Linked DNA regions of Mus musculus: region 1 is linked to region 2. The links are chromatin contacts, called in public promoter capture Hi-C maps. All regions are on one chromosome and are shown on one strand. The core of a region is the stretch at or near the end of the contact, and the rest is flanking DNA. Distances in the headings are between cores, read along the strand shown. Region 1 holds the start of Mta3 (metastasis associated 3). Region 2 holds the start of Pkdcc (protein kinase domain containing, cytoplasmic).

What was found. Capture Hi-C pulls out chosen DNA fragments and counts their contacts.
Region 1: a contact with region 2 is called in a promoter capture Hi-C map of pancreatic islet. The contact joins the promoter of Mta3 here to the promoter of Pkdcc in region 2. A contact is called at or near these places in 9 of 39 promoter capture datasets (the C10 cell line, cranial neural crest, embryonic stem cells and 4 more), 1 of 115 datasets of contacts at active chromatin or transcription factors (pancreatic cancer cells) and 1 of 9 other capture datasets (pancreatic islet).

The regions. Positions count from the first base shown.
Region 1 is chr17:83,703,457-83,708,333 of GRCm38.p6, reverse strand. Mta3 (metastasis associated 3) reads right to left here and starts at 2,150. Exons shown (of 17, transcript NM_001379391.1): 1 at 2,049-2,150. The coding sequence starts at 2,076.
Region 2 is chr17:83,213,756-83,218,449 of GRCm38.p6, reverse strand. Pkdcc (protein kinase domain containing, cytoplasmic) reads right to left here and starts at 3,167. Exons shown (of 7, transcript NM_134117.2): 1 at 2,346-3,167. The coding sequence starts at 2,984. It overlaps Gm34686 (a long non-coding RNA gene), which reads left to right and starts at 3,316. Exons shown (of 3, transcript XR_001782234.2): 1 at 3,316-4,694.

The DNA of each region.
Region 1 (4,877 bases), core at 901-3,400, 490 kb before region 2:
TCTTGTTTTTGTTTATTTTCCGTTTTGTTTTAGACAGGGTCACATGAGATAGCTCGGCATGTCTCAGAGAGCTTGCCTTGTTCACCAGACTGGCCTCAAACTCACAGCAGAGACCTGCCTGCCTCTGCCCAGGACTGGAGAGCTGGGATTAAAGGTGAGCCACCATCTCTTGGGCTACAATTCCCTATGCGTTAGGAAGTAGGCAAGCCACTGTAAGGCAGCCTCTGTAAGCGGTTCCAAGTTTATCACCGTCCTAGAATTCCCACCCCTGACGAAGTAGCCCAAGCTCATCTAGAACTAACTCAACATCCCCCAGCCTCACACACTCAAGTGGAGATTAGTGGTATGTACCACGTACCACATCCTGCTTACATTTCATTTTCTTTTTGAAAATAGCAGTCCGGGCTGGCAAGAACTGGTGAAGTAATTGAGACTGGCCTTCAACTCCTAAGCCTCCTGGCCCAACACTTACAGGCTGAATTTACTGGCATGTGCCACAGTGGTCACCCTTGAATTAATTATTTAATTTAAAAAAAAAAACAAAAAAAAGCATGGCTTGCTGTAATTGGGGGGAGTGGGACACAAAGGCAGGAGAATCACAAAGCAGAGGCCAGCCTCGTGCTACATAGCAAGACTTTGCCTCAAACAACAACAAAAAGCACAGGTCTTAAATCCCAGCACCTATGGAGCAGAGGCAAGCAGATCTCTGTGAGGCCAGCCTGGTCTAGGACTGAATCCTAGGGCATCTAGGCCTAAGTAGACACCTTGCCTCAAACAACCAAACAACCCCACCACAACATGATAGGCAAACCCCTTCATCACTATGTATCAGAGCTCATCAACGCAGCCTCCCACTAGCGCCTCATCCCTCCAATCCAACCAGCCCTCAACAACGATTCTTACATAAAAGTGTTGACCTGAGACAAATCAGGAGAAAAAGAAAGGCTTAACAGCCCAAATTCATTTCAAACATCAACTTAAAAAAAAAAATCGGCAGGCAGAATGTGTAAGGGCAAGCAGGTATCAAACTTTTCCTTGCTCTACCTGGGATGGTGAGGAATAGGGGCTGGGTGTTGGGTTGTTTTTTTTCCCCCCTTTTTTTATATTTGATTCAACTCCATTTAGACCCTTCTTATAAAGAAACCATGGCAAGTTTTCAACCAAAGGTACAGGATTTTTCCTCTACAGAGTGGCTGGAAACTTCCCACTATGTGTTTACCTGAGAGACTAGACTGCACAGTCACGGTCTACCTAGGCGGCTCTCTCCCAGCCCTCTGCTGCTAAGTGGCCTCATTTAGCCAGGCCATTCCCCCACCATCATCCATCAGGAGCTCGGCTAATGAGCAAAGACGGAAGAGCAAGTCTCACTCACAAACACGCCACTTATCTGAATTATTATTTTACCAGGAAGGAGGGAGGGAGGGCGTCGTGAGCAGGGAAAGTTTGTTTGACCTTATTTCTCTCTCTTCTGCAGAAGGCTGGAAAGACAGACAGCAGAGCCAACGTCCAGGCTGAGCTCTACTCCCTACCTGGGGCTGCGGCTCCCTGGCCCCACACACAGCCCCACTCTCAGGGGGACTGAACGGGAAACCGAAGGGAATGGGGGGTGAAGCAGCGACGGTGCAGGGCCCGGGCTCTGCAAACAGGCCTGTCGAGCTCTGCCCCCCACCTGGGCCACCATCGTCCCCAGCCCACGCTAACACCGAGGCAGAAGCCGGGGTTTGGGGTGAGGGGTGCTCAAGCCCCCCTCCCTCGTGCCCAAAAGCCACGCGAGGGAAAGACCACTCAGCTAGGGGGCTTGCAGGGGCTCTGTCCCTTTGGGGCGTTCGTAAAGGGGGTGTCCGATGCGTGTCCCCAGAAGAGGCCTGGCCCCGAGACGCCGGGCAGGAGCGGTGGGGGAGGGGAGTGGGGGTGGGGATCCCCCTGCGCCCCGCCCGCGGCGCCCTCAGCCCCGGGCTCCCGGGCTGCTGGCAGTAAGCGTGCGCTGCCCGGACCCCCGCTCCCACCGCCCGCTCCCCGACGGGCCGGGAAGGGCCGAGCCTTCCTACCTCCGACCCGGTACATGTTGGCCGCCATGTCCGCCCGCCCGCCCGCGGAGCCCGAGCCGAGCCCCGCCCGCCGCCGCCGCCTCAGCCTCGACCGCCGCCGCTGCCGCCGCCGCCGCCGCCTCGCCACGGGGGAGGGGGAGGGACGGGGAGGGGACACCGAGGGAGGGGGCTGTGCCCGCCCCCAGCGCCGGCAGAGCGACGCCGAGCGGGCCCGGGAGGCCGGAGCACGGCGGGAACGGGGCGGCGGGCTGCGGGGGGCCGAAGACCCCAGGGGCCACCCGCACTAGCCTCGGGGTAGCACACCAGGGTCAGGGGCTGTGGAAGAACCAGGGTGGGGACAGAGGTTCAGCCACTCCGAGCGTCTCTCTCGCCCGCGTCACCTGTCCACCTTGGGACAGGTTCTCCTTTCCTGCTTCTGTTCCCCAGGGACACCCCTCTATGTGTGACCTCAAGCACACGAACGCCCTTCTGGGTACAACTCTCCGATGCAGCCAATGCAAGCGACAGATGCTTGTTTGCGTCCCTCCCTCGTGGTGAGAGGACGTTTGGTGGCTTTAGAGCCTACAGGCCCTGGGGCCAAGAAGACCCTACGTACTTGCAGCTTGCTCAAGTCTGAGACCCAGCTATGAAAAGAACTGGAAGCTGACTTTCTCACCCCGACCACACTGGCAGGTCAGTCGTGGCTGTGCCAAAACTGGGCTGAACAAAACCGACCCCCCCCCCCACACACACACACACACACACACATCCTCTAGCCCTGCCTCTAAACAGGCTTTGTGTACAGCGTGTGCTTTGACCAGGGGAGGCCTTCAGCACAAGAGGGCTTCCTTTGCCGGTAGAAGAACAGGGTTTCCACAATCCGCAGTTTTCCCCCCATCAAAAGGAGGAGGTCGTGTCTAACAGCTTGGGGTTGCTGGTCAGCTAACTAGTTTTATGTCAAAAAGCACGTCCTCGCCCCAATCCCCGTTTTTGGTTTTTTGGTTTTTTTTTTTTTTTGCATTAATGGGGATTGAAGCCAGGTCTTTGCACAGGCTAGTCATTTAACTATAGAACTAACTTTTCATGTTTGTTGGTTTGTTTTTAAATTCTTAATACACTTATTTACTTATCTATCCATCCATGCATCTATTTATCTATCTATCATGTGAGGGCATGAATGCTATGAGATATATATGTATAGGTCTATCATAGGAGTAGAGATTGAACTCAGATAGTCAGGCCTGGCTATACTGAGCTACCTCACCAACATTACTTGTTTTAATACGGGTCTCAGTTCAGGCTGGCTCTTGTAGCCTCCTGCCTCAGCCTCCTGAGTGCTGGGTTATATTACAGGTGTAGGATCACTTGTCCCATCAGAAAGCTCTTAAGTGGCTAGTTTTCCCATGCTGAGTAGCTATAGATCCCTTTTCACGTTCCTCACACCCTCTATGAGGTTTTGAATATAGATGGTCCTCATAGTACTAAACACCTGTAACCCTAGTATTCCATAGGCAAAGGCTGGAGGCGCTCCAGTTTGTGGCCAGCTTGGGATACAGAGCGAGATCTTCCTGACTGACTCTCCCCAATGAACACATAACTTCTTTTAGGAAAGCCAAGGCATTCCAAACTACACCCAGGCCTTGTTGCACAATAAACATTGGCCTAGTATTGTGGGTTGGAGTGCCTGGTGATGCTGATTTAAAGGGCTGTGCCAAAGTAGGAGTTGTCCCGGGAAAAGAAGACTGCATTTTGGTTGAAGCTCCTCTAGCATCCAATATTGAGAATAGCAGGTGTCTGTCGATTCTTTTGTACTCTGGAAAGCCTCAGATTCGCTGGTAGCTTGCAAACTGTGAGTCCTCAGCCCTTCTGGCCCAGGGAAGAAAACAAAAGAGCTCTGGTATGCTGACAGTATAGCTGTTATTTATCATTTATCATAACTCTTTTACTGGGGATCCTACCGAAAATATAATGTGACTTATCTGAAACCACTCTCCATTTCTAAACTGACACACATCAGCTGATAGTTCACCTGGAATAGTATTCCGGCATCAGAACTAATCCCTCTGGCCCAAACAGCATGAACCGCAAAGTCTGTCTTCTACTAAGAATGCCGCCTGAAAATTCAAAGAAATGGATCATAAGTTTTAGAAGGCTTTCTCATTATTTTTAAGTAATAAATATGAACAAGAGTAGGGCTGGAGGTGCATAGGAGATGGCTCAGCAGGTAAACATGCTTGCTGACAAGTTCGACCCCTGGAACAAATACATTGGAAAGAGAAAATTAATTCCCAAAAGTTGTCCACAGAGCCCCACATGTACATCATGGACTTCATACATGCACAGATAAACATGCCCATCATAAACTTCATACATGCACACATACACACATGCCCATCATAGACTTCACACATGCACACATACACACATACACACATGCCCATTATAGCCTACATACATGCACACATACACACTAAGTTTTTCTTAAAGTCCAGTTGGGGGGTAGAGGCAGGAATAGCAGGAGTTCAAGATTATCCTAAACTGCACGGGGAATTTGAGGTTAGCCTGAGCTCCATGGCTGGGTTATAGCTGACTAAGATGTGACTAGATCCTACCATACCTGAAGCTCTGGGTTAGAGGCCCACCAGAAAATAAGTCAAGAATGATAGCCTATGCTTCTAAACCCAATCCTTGGGTTGAAAGTGAAGGTAGGAAGACGGCAGGAAGGAGAAACTCAAGTTTTCCTCAGCTACACAATTTCATGACGCCATCCTAGACTACATGAGAGTCCATCTCAAAAGCAAAATAATAAGTAAAAAAAAAAAATCCTTCCTCAAAGTATTTCTGTATTCT
Region 2 (4,694 bases), core at 1,918-4,417:
GTGCCCTTTGACCCCGAGTGGCAGAGGCATCTATCCTGGGAGGAAGAAAGTATGTGGAGAATAAAGAGGGTCCAAAAGACAGGAAGATCCCCAGGTGGCCAGAGTCTGTGCTGGGCAAGGCACAGTGGCCCTCCATGGCTGCCCTGTATTCCACTAGGAGAGCCCACAGTGTAACTTCAGGCTACCCAGAGCTGGGTCTCAGGAGCCTGCCATACTTTAGAAAGTCCTCTGGCTCCTCCCTAGGTCAGCAAACAGTCAAACGGTTTTGAACTTTTAAATGATTAGGAGCTATTAAAACAACGTGGTGTCTAGTTCCCGGCACACACCGTTCTAAGGCCTTTTGAGCCTTCTGAGTCTTTTGAAGACCCACGGCAGGCTGTGCTGGCCACAGAGGCAGCCTAACTGAAGAAGTCAGAAGGGACATGGCGTGGTGGTCAGAGAACGAATGAGAGGATCTCATCCCCAAAGCTGTCCCCAAGTCCCCTAGGGACTTCCACTTTCTCTAGGACTCGAAATCCTTCTGTCCTAGGGGTGTTCGCTCCTCAGACTGGAAGTCTCACAAACAATCCTGAGAGATGCCATGCTGGAGAAGGCATGGGCGAGACATGTTCCCTTGTAATGTCTTGTCTTTCTCTGGTGCCCTCATTACTAGGGGTGGGGGGTGGGGGCAACGTTACAGACAAGGACCACTCTGTGGATCTGGTTGTAGGTGTAGTCGGTGGAAATGCATGGTGGAAATGCATGGTGAGGCCATCAAGGGAGGAATCCCTATGGCTAGGAAGGCCCAACTGAATGACAAACCTGTCCTGAGAAATGGCCTTGAACAGTTAACAAACACCAAATGCCCCGCTAAGTCACTTGGTCAAGGCCTCTCCATCCTCCTCAGAATCTGGCTGGCACCTCAGGGTTTCCAGAAAATTCCCAAGAACCCAGAAGAGGGAAAAAAAAAACAACCAAGATCCTCCCAGTTAGAATGGCCACGTAACCAGCCGCTCACTCCCTTAAGCTCCAGTCACAGTGTTAGCCATGCAGCCAGACATAAACACACACAATGGGTGTTTGGGACCAAATGCAGGGCCTGGGACCTTGACAGAACTTGTCACAAGAGTATGGCCAGGACTGGGGGCATTAGTTCTAGGGAGACTTGGAGCCACTAGGAGTACAAGTAGTATTGTGGCCTCTTTATTCTGTGGTCCACAGATCCCTCGAGGCCTGGGGCCCCCTTCTCAGTGCTGAGGGAAGAAAAGATGGACTGCTGTGCCTCTGGCCAGCTCTTTGGGTATAGAAAAGTGACTCTGAGGGTGGGTGGGTGGTATGGACAGCTGGGGGGGGGGTTGCACACACTTATGTTACCCAGCCAAGAGCAGTCAGGGGTCCCCTTTCAGTCACCTCACACATATGCATAGAGAGTAAGTAGTCTTATCCAAGGCAGAGAACTCAGAGAGGGGAAGTGGGTTTATGTTTGGATGGCGGTGGCATTGTGAAGGTCTGTTCTAAATGCAACCTTGGATGGACGAGATGTGGGGGTGCATCCTTCTTGCCTGTGCCCCCAATGAACAAGGACAGAGTTTCTCGCTAGGAAAGTATGCATCTAGCTTTTTGAACCGTCTAGCCTCTTGGCTAAGCACACTTGCAAGAGTGTGGTATTCATACTAGCAGACCTGGAGTCTTCTGGCCTACAATCCTGAGGCTTCCCCTGTGGTTCAGCTGGACCCACTTGAAGTCCCAGGGAAGCCTGTGGTCACTTCTGGGAAAGGCTGTGTATTTTCTGGCCTCTTTTATCCCTTTCAATGGCCTGTGAGCCCAGTGAGAAATGAGGGTCTCCCTGAAGATCAAGTCAGATCCATGGTCTCCTTTTGGGCCCCTCCCATACCCACTGAGGCTTAACATCACCTCCAAAGCCAGACGTGTCGCTGGACTTTGAAAAAAGTATGGTTCAGGCTCTACCAATATGGGGGATCCTATTTCTGCATCTGGGAGCTGACTGAAGCTGGATGTTGGAGTTGGACCTGAGGTCACTATGACTGGAGATAATACTCCACCAGCTTTAGCCAGCAGCAGGGTCCTCTGTGGTCACAACTCCTAATCACTGCCTTATCACCAGCTTGGGACCCTTCTGGTCCTTGCCTCTGTCTTTACGGGATGCGTTTAAGCTGGTACAGGGTTCTACCCAAAGGGTGAGAGACCCCGGCAGGGTGGTGCTGAGTGTGGTTCCCTAATCTGGGTTCTGCACCTAGCTGCAACTGGGCAGTCTTGGACGCCCTGAGACTTATTTACTCCGTAAGACCAAGGAGTCTTTCAGAGTGGCCAGCCAGCCCCCTCATCCCGGAACCCCACTGTCGTACCTGCAGCACGTTGGGGTGCCGCAGCCGCTCCAGCAGCACCATCTCTTTGAGCAGCTTGTGGGCCGCCAGGCGATAGCAGCCCCTTCGCGCCCCGAACTCGCGCACGCAGCTGCCCAGATCGTGGCCGCTGAAGTCCACTGCTTTAAGCGCCACCGCGGCGCCGCCGGGCAGGCGGACCCGGTACACAGCCTTAGTGTAGCCTGAGCCCACGTACTGCGCGCCAGACACGTTGCGGAGCGCGGCGCAGCCTAGGCGCGGGCCCGGGCCGGGGGAGCCCGGGCCGGGAGCAGGGGGCCAGCCCGGAGCGCCGTCGGGCGGGGACCGGACCCGCGGGGGCCGGGGACGCTGCAGGCCCGGCCCGCCCGGAGCCAGGTCCATCAGGCGCCGCCGCTCTGGCCGGCCCGCTCCCGGCCCCGGCCCCCCGCGGGAATAGCGCTGCACCTCCTCGTAGCGCTCCCGGATCTGCCGGGCCAGCTCCCCACGGCCCCCGCGACGGCCCGGGCCCGGGGCTGCCGAGGACCCCGGGGACTGGCCTGGCCGCGGAGGCTCCGAGCCCGGTGCGAAGAGCACGTTGAGGACGGAGCCCAGCAGGAAGGAGGCGCAGAAACCAGCGGCCACGGCCGCCCGCCGGCGCCGCATCGCTCCCCTCCCCCCGGCCGGCCGCGCGCCGCTCCCCGGCCCCGGCCCCGGCCCCGGCCCCGGGCGGCTCAGGCTCCGAGGCGACTCGGCTTCGCGCCGCGCCGGCCCCCTGCCCAGCCCGCGCGCATGGCCCGGGCAGCCCCGACCCCGGCCCCCGGCGGGCGGCACATCGGCCTGACACTTGCCTCCCTCCCGCCCTGCCCCCGCCGCTTATAAGGCCCGGAGCCACCCCCGCGCCCGCCCCTCCGCCAGCGCCTCCCCGCGCCCGGCCGAGCCAGTCCTCGGCGCCGCCCCCTCTGGCCGCCCGGGCCGGCCTTCCCCGCTGACTGACAGCGGGACCTCCTCCCGCGGCCAGCCGGGCCTGGGAAGCGGCGCGGAGGCGGCTCCGGCCCTGCCCGGCGCGCGGCCCCCCGAGCTCGGGTTGGGGAGCGGGGGAGGGGGAGGGGGCGGCCGCGCGCAGGGCTTCCAAGCCCGAGGCCAGGCTGGATAACGGGACCCGGAGGCCGAAAGCGGAGCTGGCCGACCTGGTGCGGGGAGTTGGAGGGGCGAGGCCGGCGGGTAACGGGCTCCAAGGGGCAAGCCGCCAAGGCCCGGGTGCGGGGATCTCAGGGGTACACGCTGCCTCCTGGGGGAGGTGGGGAGTCGGGGCTGCAGTGCAGTGCGCAGGGGTTCCTCCTTCTGCGGGTGAGGCTGCTCTGGGACAGCCCGGGTTCAGGGTGTGATGAAGGGCGGCGCACTGGGGAGGCTGCCCCGCACCTGCGAGAGCGCGAGGGGTGGGGACTGTGGTCTCAGAGTTAATCAGGAGGTTTCGGAAGAATTCTTTTTTTTTTTCAACTGTCTTCTACCAGGACTTTCTGATTTTCCTGGTTCCCGAATCCCCACATCTCGACAACACAGCTCCATCCCCATCCCCGAGAACCTCGATCTTTGACCCGCCAGTAGGGGGTCGGAACCGTATACAGCGAGTGCATTAGTGTCCACGCACATCTGTCTGTGGAATGTGTGCATCCGCATGTCCCGAGGGGCTACTGTGTCTCTAGGATGGGAGTGAGTGTGTGCCCTGTGTGTTAGTGCTGACTCCATCAGAACTTCTGGTCCCTCCTCCTCCCTCCCTGATTGCATCATTAGTGCTAATTGAGGGGCTTTCACACGCCAGTGCATTAGCTGTTTGGAGTGAGCTCCCCCCTCCTGCGAGATAAGCTGCCGCCCCTCCCCCTCGTGGCTCTCCACTTCCCTAGGGCACTGAAACTGTCCACCGAGGTCGTCTCACTTCCTCAGGCTCCCTCCTGCTTTGCTCTGGGCAGGAAAAAGTTATCTCTCTTCCTGCAGTGCCGTGGATTCGGCTGGAGCGACGGCATATGGGGTAAAATTTAGGGGCTGGAGAAAGAATCCAGAGCCGCCTTTCTGAGGGGCTTTCTAGGAAGGAGGGGTTTTCCCTCAAGAGGTCTCCTGTTCCTATCCAACGCAGGGAGGAACTCTGTGACAGGGAATAAAACTTGCGGCTAGCTCTTTTGGAAGTTCAGCCTGTGATCGCACTGAGGTAGGCCTTCTGGCTCTGACTGACTTCTTGGTCCCCTAAAACTCAGAAAGTGGGGACCATGCTGAGTTATTCGTCATGGGAAAGGCAGGTTGAAGGAGGCCATGATTCCCCCTGAGAGATTTGGGTGGGTTTGATGGAGTGTGCGCTATAGGTCTGTTCCTGTTTAAGCT